Linked DNA regions of Muntiacus reevesi: region 1 is linked to region 2. A link is a contact called in public Hi-C data. All regions are on one chromosome and are shown on one strand. Each heading gives the region's core, a stretch centred on a gene start, on an enhancer-like site or on the middle of the called end of the contact. The rest is flanking DNA. Distances are from core to core; before and after follow the strand shown. Region 1 holds the start of GPR61 (G protein-coupled receptor 61). Region 2 holds the start of LOC136147914 (glutathione S-transferase Mu 1-like).

Region 1 (4,822 bases), core at 1,560-4,059, 130 kb before region 2:
CTGGAAAGTGGTCTTATGATAAGCGTCTCTACTCTGAGCCCTCTCTTTCACCCTCTCCACAGACTTCGAGACAATGTGATATGAACTGTATTTTATCCCCTGGGAGAGGCACATCTCTGGGTAGTTAGTTCAAAGTTAGGACTCCCTCAAGTCCAGGAGCCCAAGTTACTCATTTCAGAAGAGAGGATCCTGGCTGGCACACAGCTGAGTGTTCCTGGAGTATATCCTGGAGGAGAGGATTCAACTGACCAATCTGAGTTTGATTCAGGTCACAAAGTTGTACTGAGCACATAGTGCAAGCATGGCATGCTAGAAGTTAAATTAGTGCAAGGTTGATGGTAATGCCAAAAACCAAGGGTGATTGTAAGGCTGTAGCTATAGAGGGGCAAGGGACCTATCTGCCCCATGTGGGCCTTTTTACTTCAGTCAGAGAAATGATGGAGTTTAAATTGAGCAGCCACCAGGCCCTCCATAGCCCAGGAACTCACTGAGCCATCCAATGTTATCACATATGGAAAGCTTGAAGTTTTCCCAGTCCAACCCTCCCATTTAACACATGAGGAGAGTGACCCAGGAAACTTCTGACTTGTCTGCAAAAAGCCCATTAGACTTGGCATGGCCACAGTTTGCCTCTAATTTTTATACCTTAGTACACTATGCTGAGGGACTCTGGACTGCAAGAACGGCATATGGAAATAAAAAAAGATTAAAATTACAGCTGACTCTTGAACAATGTGAGGGTTAGCAGTGCTGCCCCTTTGAGCAGTGAAAAATCCCGGTATAAACTATAGTCGGCCTTCAATCTTGCAGTTCCGCATCCCATACTGCTGATGGGATCCTGTAGTACTGTAGTATTTATTATTGAAAAAAAAAATCTGCGTGTAAGTAGACTCCTGAAATTCAAACTCATGTTGTTCAAGGGTCAACTGTACATTGGGCAACTTATTTCAATTCTGTGCGAACTCAGCATGGATAATGAGACACATAAAACAGATTTTATCAGAGAAATGAGAGACGCTGAACCTGGAGACTTCTTCCTTTGCCAGATTCTTCCGGTTTACCTCTCTGCTTTATGCTCACCCACCTTCACTCCCCATACCTTTTATATAGATGCCTACTTCCCCTTCTTGTTCTGGGTCTATGGTAATAGTCCAGGAACAGGAGGGTTTTGGCCAGAGGTCCCTCCATGGTCAGCTGCAATGACCCAAGATCCAGGGCCCTGGAGAGTGGGAGGTTAGGAGCAGCTCCTCTCTGACCTCCGGGGGCACAGTGACCTTGGTAAGTTAATGAGTTGGTAGAGATGGGCAGCTTTCACATGACTTATGCCCTTCTGGCTTTGGGAGCAATAGAGGCTGGATGAATTGACTTCCTAGTTTCCTGCCAGTGGGATGTTTTGTTTTCACTGGTCCTTCTCAACACTCCCAAAGTGGCAGCTCTTTGGCTTGGGGGTGGTGATGTTAGAGCAAACTTAAGCACAATCTTTCCCCTTTTCAGGCTATCTCTTCCCAGTGGTGGCCCCAGTACAGCGGGAGACATTTTAAAATTTTTAATTAATTAATTTTTATTTTTGCCTGTATTGGGTCTTCGTTGCTGTGTGGATTTTTCTCTAGTGGCAGCGAGCAGGGGCTACTCATCATTGTGGTGCACTGGCTTCTCATCGTGGGTAGTTTCTCTCATTGTGGAGCATGGGCTGTAAGGCGTGCAGGCTTCAGTAGTTGCAGTTGTTGCTCTGCGGCATATAGGATCTTCCTGGTCCAGGGATGGAACCCGTGTCTCCTGCATTGGCAGGTGGAATTCTTTACCACCGAGCCACCAGAGAAGCCCAAGAGACATTTTTAGAGATGTTTCAAATTCAACAACTATTTACTGAATGTCTGTTGTGTTGCAGCCACTGTGGAGGGCACCTTCAGGCGAAGCATGGCACGGGGGGCTGAGTACTAGCCCTGGAGCCAGGCCTCCTGGGTGTGTAACTGGACCTGGCCACTTATGGGCTATGTGACCTTCGGTAAGTTCCTTTATCTCCGGTAGGTCCCAGTTTTATCAACCGCAAAATAGGGAAAGGATATCTACCTTATACGGTTACATAAGGATTAAAATGAGTTAATATATGTGGAATGCTGAGCACAGGGCCTGGCATGTGGAAAGCACCATATATACATTACTGCTTATTAGGATTTTATTAATAAATCCTGCAGCATCTTCCAAACACAGTTGTGAAGTAGGTATTATTCCTTTCATTTTACAGATGGTTTTATGAGGAAACCGAAGCTGAGAAGAGCCACAGAGTTAGTAATTCCCAGACCTGGGACTGGAAACCGGATCTTGTGCTTGTTCTCCGCAACGATTCCTGCCATTCTGAGGAGACAAGAAATCAGGAAATTTACATAAGCAACCTTAAAACTGGGGCACGATCCCAGAGCTCAGCGGGACCCTGAGAAAGGGAGACAGAGGATTTAGACTCTGGACAACAATCCTTGAAAGGAGAGAAGGGTGTGGAAAAGAGAGGAAAAGGAAGTGGAGAAGGAGCTGGAGACCACTCAGAAGATGGAGTGTTGAGTGGGTGAGGCTCCTGCATCGCTCCCTCTCTTGCTTCTTTGCAGTCACCAAGGTGGACTGGAGCTGTCTCCTGAGCCCTCAGTCACTGGCCTTGAAGGCTGGCAACAGGAGCCTGCTGAGACGCTCCAGCAGGAGGCGCTCTCTCCTCCAGATCTGCACACACAAAATTGGGAAGCCTGGGCCTGGGCTTGCCATCCCAGGGGCACTGGACTAGGATGGGGGATGGGCCTGTGACAGGAGGTGCCCTGGGTGTCCTCTTTCGGCCCCATGGAGTCCTCACCCATCCCCCAGTCGTCAGGGAACTCTTCCACGCTGGGGAGGGCCCCTCAAACCCCAGGTCCCTCTACTGCCAGTGGGGTCCCGGAGGCAGGGCTGCGGGATGTGGCTTCAGAATCCGTGGCCCTCTTCTTCATGCTCCTGCTGGACTTGACCGCTGTGGCTGGCAATGCTGCTGTGATGGCTGTTATTGCCAAGACACCTGCCCTTCGAAAATTTGTCTTTGTCTTCCACCTCTGCCTGGTGGACCTGCTGGCCGCCTTGACCCTCATGCCCCTGGCCATGCTCTCCAGCTCCGCCCTCTTTGACCATGACCTCTTTGGGGAGGTCGCCTGCCGCCTCTACTTGTTCCTGAGCATATGCTTTGTTAGCCTGGCCATTCTCTCGGTGTCGGCCATCAACGTGGAGCGCTACTATTACGTGGTCCACCCCATGCGTTATGAGGTGCGCATGACGCTGGGGCTGGTGGCCTCTGTTCTGGTGGGTGTGTGGGTGAAGGCCTTGGCCATGGCTTCTGTGCCAGTTTTGGGAAGGGTCTCGCGGGAGGAGGGAGCTCCCAGCATCCCCCTAGGCTGCTCACTCCAATGGAGCCACAGTGCCTACTGCCAGCTCTTCGTGGTGGTCTTTGCTGTCCTTTACTTCCTGTTGCCCTTGCTCCTCATCCTGGTGGTCTATTGCAGCATGTTCCGAGTAGCCCGCGTGGCTGCCATGCAGCACGGACCGCTGCCCACGTGGATGGAGACCCCCCGGCAACGCTCTGAGTCTCTCAGCAGCCGCTCCACGATGGTCACCAGCTCGGGGGCCCCCCAGACCACGCCACACCGGACGTTTGGGGGAGGGAAGGCAGCAGTGGTCCTCCTGGCTGTGGGGGGACAGTTCCTGCTCTGCTGGTTGCCCTACTTTTCTTTTCACCTCTATGTCGCCCTGAGTGCTCAGCCTGTCTCGACGGGGCAGGTGGAGAATGTGGTGACCTGGATTGGCTACTTCTGCTTCACTTCCAACCCTTTCTTCTATGGGTGTCTCAATCGGCAGATCCGGGGGGAGCTCAGCAAGCAGTTTGTCTGCTTCTTCAAACAGGCTCCAGAGGAGGAGCTGAGGCTGCCAAGCCGGGAGGGCTCCATTGAGGAGAACTTCCTGCAGTTTCTTCAGAGCACTGGCTGTCCCACGGAGTCCTGGGCTTCCCGACCTGTACCCAGCCCCAAGCAGGAGCCACCTGCAGTTGACTTTCGAATCCCTGGCCAGATAGCTGAGGAGACCTCTGAGTTCTTGGAGCAACAACTCACCAGCGATATCATCATGTCGGACAACTACCTCCGTCCCACCCCCACACCACGACTGGAGTCATGATGGGCTGGTGGACACTTGGAGGGTGATGGGGCTGGGGGCCAGTTATAACTGCAAGGAACTCCTTGTGGGATCACCTTTTTCTGGCCTCTGCACACAGCTTTTGCTTAATGTTTCTGCGGCAGCAACAGAGCCAACTGGATGGATATGTGGCAAAAGCCTTGGACATGGCTATGATCCTTGACTACTGGGGGAGGGAACTTGGTGAGATGGTGACGAGAGTCAAGGGTCACGAAGGTGAGATGATGATGATGATGCTTTTCAATCAGTGAGCTTTCCATGCTTCAGGAAGCAGGGAAATTCTAAGGGTAGGAGTTGGAGGATATAGGGCAGCAGGCCAGGTGTGGAGTTATTCGGAGGACCCTTTAGGATCTTTCATTTTTCAGTATAATAGCCCATGGTAGAAACTGCACCCAGGCAAGGTAAGAAAATGACCCCTGACTTCTCATTTCCTTGCTAGGCTTAAAAAACAGGACAAAATTGCAGCCAAGTGTTTCCATTTAACAGATTTTTTTATAGTTTTAAACCTGAGGTTTCCTTGAAGTGAGAGGACCAGCTTTATTCCTTTCTTGAGTTTGGTCAGAGCAAGCGGAAGTAGTAATCAGGGCCTACAGAGTAGAAGAGAGGAAAGTTGACTGCAGCTCTC
Region 2 (4,499 bases), core at 737-3,236:
ATGGGCAAGAATCCTTTAGAAGAAATGGAGTAGCCATCATAGTCAACAAAACAGTCCAAAATGCAGTACTTGGATGCAATCTCAAAAACGACATAATGATCTCTGTTTGTTTCCAAGGCAAACCATTTAATATCATGGTAATTAAACAGACTAGCCCATTAAAGAAGAATTATTAGTCTATGCTTTTGGACACACGTGCATAAAAATGTAATTTGTGACACCAATAATCAAAGAGAAACGACAGAAATATATAAGAGCAAAGTATTTAAGAGCTATTTGAATTAAGCTGGTATAAATTCAAGCTGAAAAAACTAAGATTATGGCACATGGTCCCATCATTTCAAGGCCAATAGTAGGGGAAAAAGTGGAAGCAGAGACAGATTTTCTTTACTTGGGCTTCAAAATCACTGTGGACAGTGACTACAGCCATGAGACTAGAAGATGCTTGCTCCTTGGAAGGAAAGCTATGACAAACCTAGACAGCGTATTAAAAAGCAGAGACATCACTTTGCCAACAGAGGTCCCTATAGTCAAAGCTATGGTTTTTCCAGTAGTCATGTACCAATGTGAGAGTTGGACCCTAAAGAAGGCTTTCGAATTGTGTAGACTCTGAGTCTGTGATTTAACATGGATTAGAGAAAGTCTGTCTTCTTCAGACCCCCATTCCACACTTTATATTGGCGGTCTGAAACCTTTATTGAATACTGGGACCTTTCTATCCTTAAAAAGTGTTAGCTAATTTTAAACTGACTTTCCTGTAGAGTTCCAAGCTTGCCTTTTAACTTGTGAAATCAATTTGTTTTTAAAATGTCTTGTCATCTCTTTTTGTGTATCCATTACTCTGTAGTGTACTTTAAACGAGGGAAAAGGAAATACAGGCCAACCTTGTCCTATTCTCCTAATTTTGAAATAGCCTTCAATCTTCAAAGAGGAAAGTTGGCAGGTAGAACATTGTTTTTGAGGAGGTTGTATCACAGTGACATCAAAGGCCACCTGAGCCACCCTCTCCTACACAAAACTACACCTGGGTCAAGATCAGGGCAGGAATCTGTGGACTGGGACAGCCAAGCTGTGCTGGGCCCACCCTGACTGCAGTCCTGTGGGGTGTCCTCCAGGCTCCTTGCTGGCCACCCCTACTGGTCCCCCTTGCAGCAGGAGAGGCTCCTAGCTGCTCAAAGAACAGCTCTCCCCCCTTCATTCAGAGCCCTCTGTGACTACCATGGTGCAGGTCATTGACCCAGTCAAAATGAAGGACATCTAGCTGCTTGTCGGGTTATTTCTCGAGTTGCACCTGGATATCTTCTTTGCTGGGCCTGCTTCTGTATTTGGATTCATTATTTAGGCCACAAATCTACTTGACTAATTTACATTTGATGATTATCACTCTTAGCTACACGACTGAAGGGATGAGTCCCCTCTAGTCCCTGAAAGGAAAGCACTGATGAACTTCTTCCTGTACCTTCTGGGTGTTTCTTGTATCCCATTAATAGTCTGTTCTAGAAGATATGCTGCCGTCAGGGATTCTAAAGAGTCGGGGGAGCATGAGGATTACTTGGAGTACTGATCTTTCTGCGCCAGCGGCTCATTTAGAGTTTCGACTTGAGGGGCACCCACTTAGTCTTAACTTGGCAGTTAAGAGCGTCCCAGAGCCCAAGGGAACTCCGTAACTCAGGAGCAAGTCTGAGTGATCGTCGGAGGGCAAGGGGGGTGGAAGATTCGCGCTGTCGTTAGGATTCAGGCTTGTTCCCCGAGCGCACTACCAACTCCCCCGATTTAGCTGAGATCGGACTGGCGACGGCAACCAGGCTGCCCTCAGCGTCCTGGTGTCCAGAGCGCTGCTCCCGAGTTTTGAGGCTGGAGGGGGAAATTGACTATTTCGACAGCCCTGGGCGCAGATGCCTCGTTGAAGAGTCGCGGGTGCCCCGAGTCCCAGAAAGTTTCCGAGGTTGGGCAACAGTTGGGGGCGGGGCGGAGAGAGGCGATGGGGCGTGGCCTCACTCAGGCCACACCCAGACTTGACCCAGGCACCGGATAAACTTCCAGATCAACGGTGCGGAGCTGGAAACCCGATCCGCAGACGCTGACTATGGCTATGACCCTGGGTTACTGGGACATCCGCGGGGTGAGCGGGGGTCCGCTAGGGCGGGTGGGATGGAGGCGGGCGGGGATATGCTGCGCAGTTGGGGACCGGTAAGCCAGAAATGTTTTCTGCTCGCTGCATCCTAGCCCCTTCGCACCGCCGCCTCCTTCCCAGGTGTGTGTGTGTGTGTGTGCGCGCGCGCGCGCGCTCCGAAGTGGGTGGATGGGGGAGAGGGTTGGGAGTATGGGAGTGACTGGAACGTTGAAAGTTTTGCAGTCAAGACCTGACGCCTGCCCTGTGTCCTGGCATCTCTCTCAGCTGGCCCATGCCATCCGCCTGCTCCTGGAGTACACAGAATCAAACTATGAGGAAAAGAAGTACACGATGGGGGACGGTAATGGCATCCTTGTCATGTCCTGACTTCTGCCCAACTCATGCTGATTTGGTGCCAAGCACCCCATGTCCTGACCCCTGTTGTTCACGTCTGTCGCCCTCCATCAGCTGGAGCAGGGCCCTGCCCCTTCCCTAACCCTTTAGGGTGCAGCTGACCTCCAAGGAAGGATATGAGAGTCCACAGCTGGGTCCTGTATCAGCCATTGGCACAGGCTCCCCTTAGTGGTTACCTAAATCCTTTGTAAGGATTACTCATGAAGTTTCAGGAAATTTCTGTTTGTTTTTCATCTCAAAGCTCCATGTGAGATTAGTGGTTCAGATTCCAGATCCACCAGTTCAGGCGGGTCTTGCCCCTGACTCCTTTGTAGGTCCCCTGGAAAGGAGGGTTGGATTCCTGGGAGGTTGTTTCACTGCATCTTCTTTTTCTCAGCTCCCGACTATGACAGAAGCCAGTGGCTGAATGAAAAATTCAAGCTGGGCCTGGACTTCCCCAATGTAGGTGCAGGGGCTGGGGTGCTGGGAGGGGAAGTGGACAGTGTCTCCATCCATCTCCTTTCCTGGCTTAGAGGTTTCAGGAACAGGTGCTTTCTGCTCTGCCTCTCAGCTTCCTGGTTCTCTGACCTGCCCTTCCATGATGCTCTGTGTCCCAGCTCATCCCTCCATTTTACAGCATATTATTTAGTACTTACCATGGGACAGGCTCTGTGAGGGCCAGGTTTCCTCTCTGCCCTTGCTCAAGGGAGCAGATGCAGGGGAGCCTGGTGGCTTACCTGACCTGGCCTTGTGGTTCTTCCAGCTGCCCTACTTAATTGATGGAGCTCACAAGCTCACCCAGAGCAAGGCCATCCTTCGCTACATTGCTCGCAAGCACAATATGTGTGAGTGGGGCTGGGGTTGGGGGCAGGGATACAGGTGGCCGTGCCCTGGGCTGGGCTGGGAGGGGATACTGAGGGTGAGTCTCTGTTGTGTGGCTACAGGTGGGGAGACAGAGGAGGAGAAGATTCGCATGGATGTTTTGGAGAACCAGGCTATGGACTCTGCTAATGAGTTGGCTATACTCTGCTACAACCCTGAATTTGTGAGTCTCCTCCCGCTGATCTGGGCTGGATGTGCTTTAAAAGGAGACTAGATTAGTTTATCCCTTATACACAGATCATTTTGTAATTTGATCTCCTTGGAGCTACTGCGCTGGATTATATGGAGTCCCCTGAGTGATTCTCATAACTCTAATTCAGGATATAGAAGCTCTGACTCAGTTCTCCCCAATCTAAGGATAGAATCCAGACTCCCCAAGGTGGAAATTCAGTTACTAGACAGGGTATTTACCTTGTTAGCCCAATGCCTCCTCTTCAGCATTTCAGGCATAAACCCATTTTGCCCGGTGGGCAGGGCTGGGTCTACATCTGCACAGTCAGGATCTGTTAAAGTCCTGACTTTGTGAGTCCACTCCTGCTGAGTTGGACAGGGTCCCATCTACATGGGTCCTTTTGCCATTTAAACTCCTTAGAACTACTGATTCACCAAACTAGTCCCTACAGAGTTCCGAGAGTGACCCTTAGAACTTCGAGTGCATGAAATGCAACCTTGGACTCAGTTCCCATCAATCTTAGGGTAGAGTCCAGCCTCCCAGGGTAGAAATTCAGATCCTAGATAGGTGTTTATGAGTTCAACCAGTGCCTCCTCCTTGGCATCTCAGGGATCAGGACATGTGTCCAGTGGGCAGCCCAGAGTCAGACTTTATTCCTTTCCCTCCTTCCTTTCAGCTTCCAGTTCTTTCCAACTGCCCAGAAATTGTCCAGGCAACCACACCATTCTGTCTCCCACACTGGAACAAAGGACTTCTTTCCTAGTTATTTTAGTGTTGATCAGCCTAAGGTCTGAGGCCTGAGCTTTGCCAAGTCTCAGAGCACTGCTGGTCTGACCCCGGACAGGTGTCTGGAGCTGACCGGTGACAGGGTCAGGGACAGTGTGGTTTTGCCTTTTGTCTTCCCATCGCCTCTCACAGATGGGAGGTGGTCCCCATAGG

Evidence for each region. Hi-C and Micro-C count contacts between places; a contact is called where the count stands out from the background.
Region 1: a Hi-C map of blood shows a contact between it and region 2, with 5 times the contacts expected there. The contact joins the promoter of GPR61 here to the promoter of LOC136147914 in region 2. A contact is called at or near these places in 2 of 3 Hi-C or Micro-C datasets (blood and muscle).

What each region holds. Positions count from the first base shown.
Region 1 is chr1:95,915,725-95,920,546 of mMunRee1.1, reverse strand. GPR61 (G protein-coupled receptor 61) reads left to right here and starts at 2,809. Exons shown (of 1, transcript XM_065927440.1): 1 at 2,809-4,179. The coding sequence starts at 2,824. The coding sequence ends at 4,179.
Region 2 is chr1:95,780,861-95,785,359 of mMunRee1.1, reverse strand. It overlaps LOC136147914 (glutathione S-transferase Mu 1-like), which reads left to right and starts at 1,986. Exons shown (of 8, transcript XM_065907271.1): 1 at 1,986-2,122; 2 at 2,399-2,474; 3 at 2,904-2,968; 4 at 3,270-3,351; 5 at 3,451-3,551. The coding sequence starts at 2,087.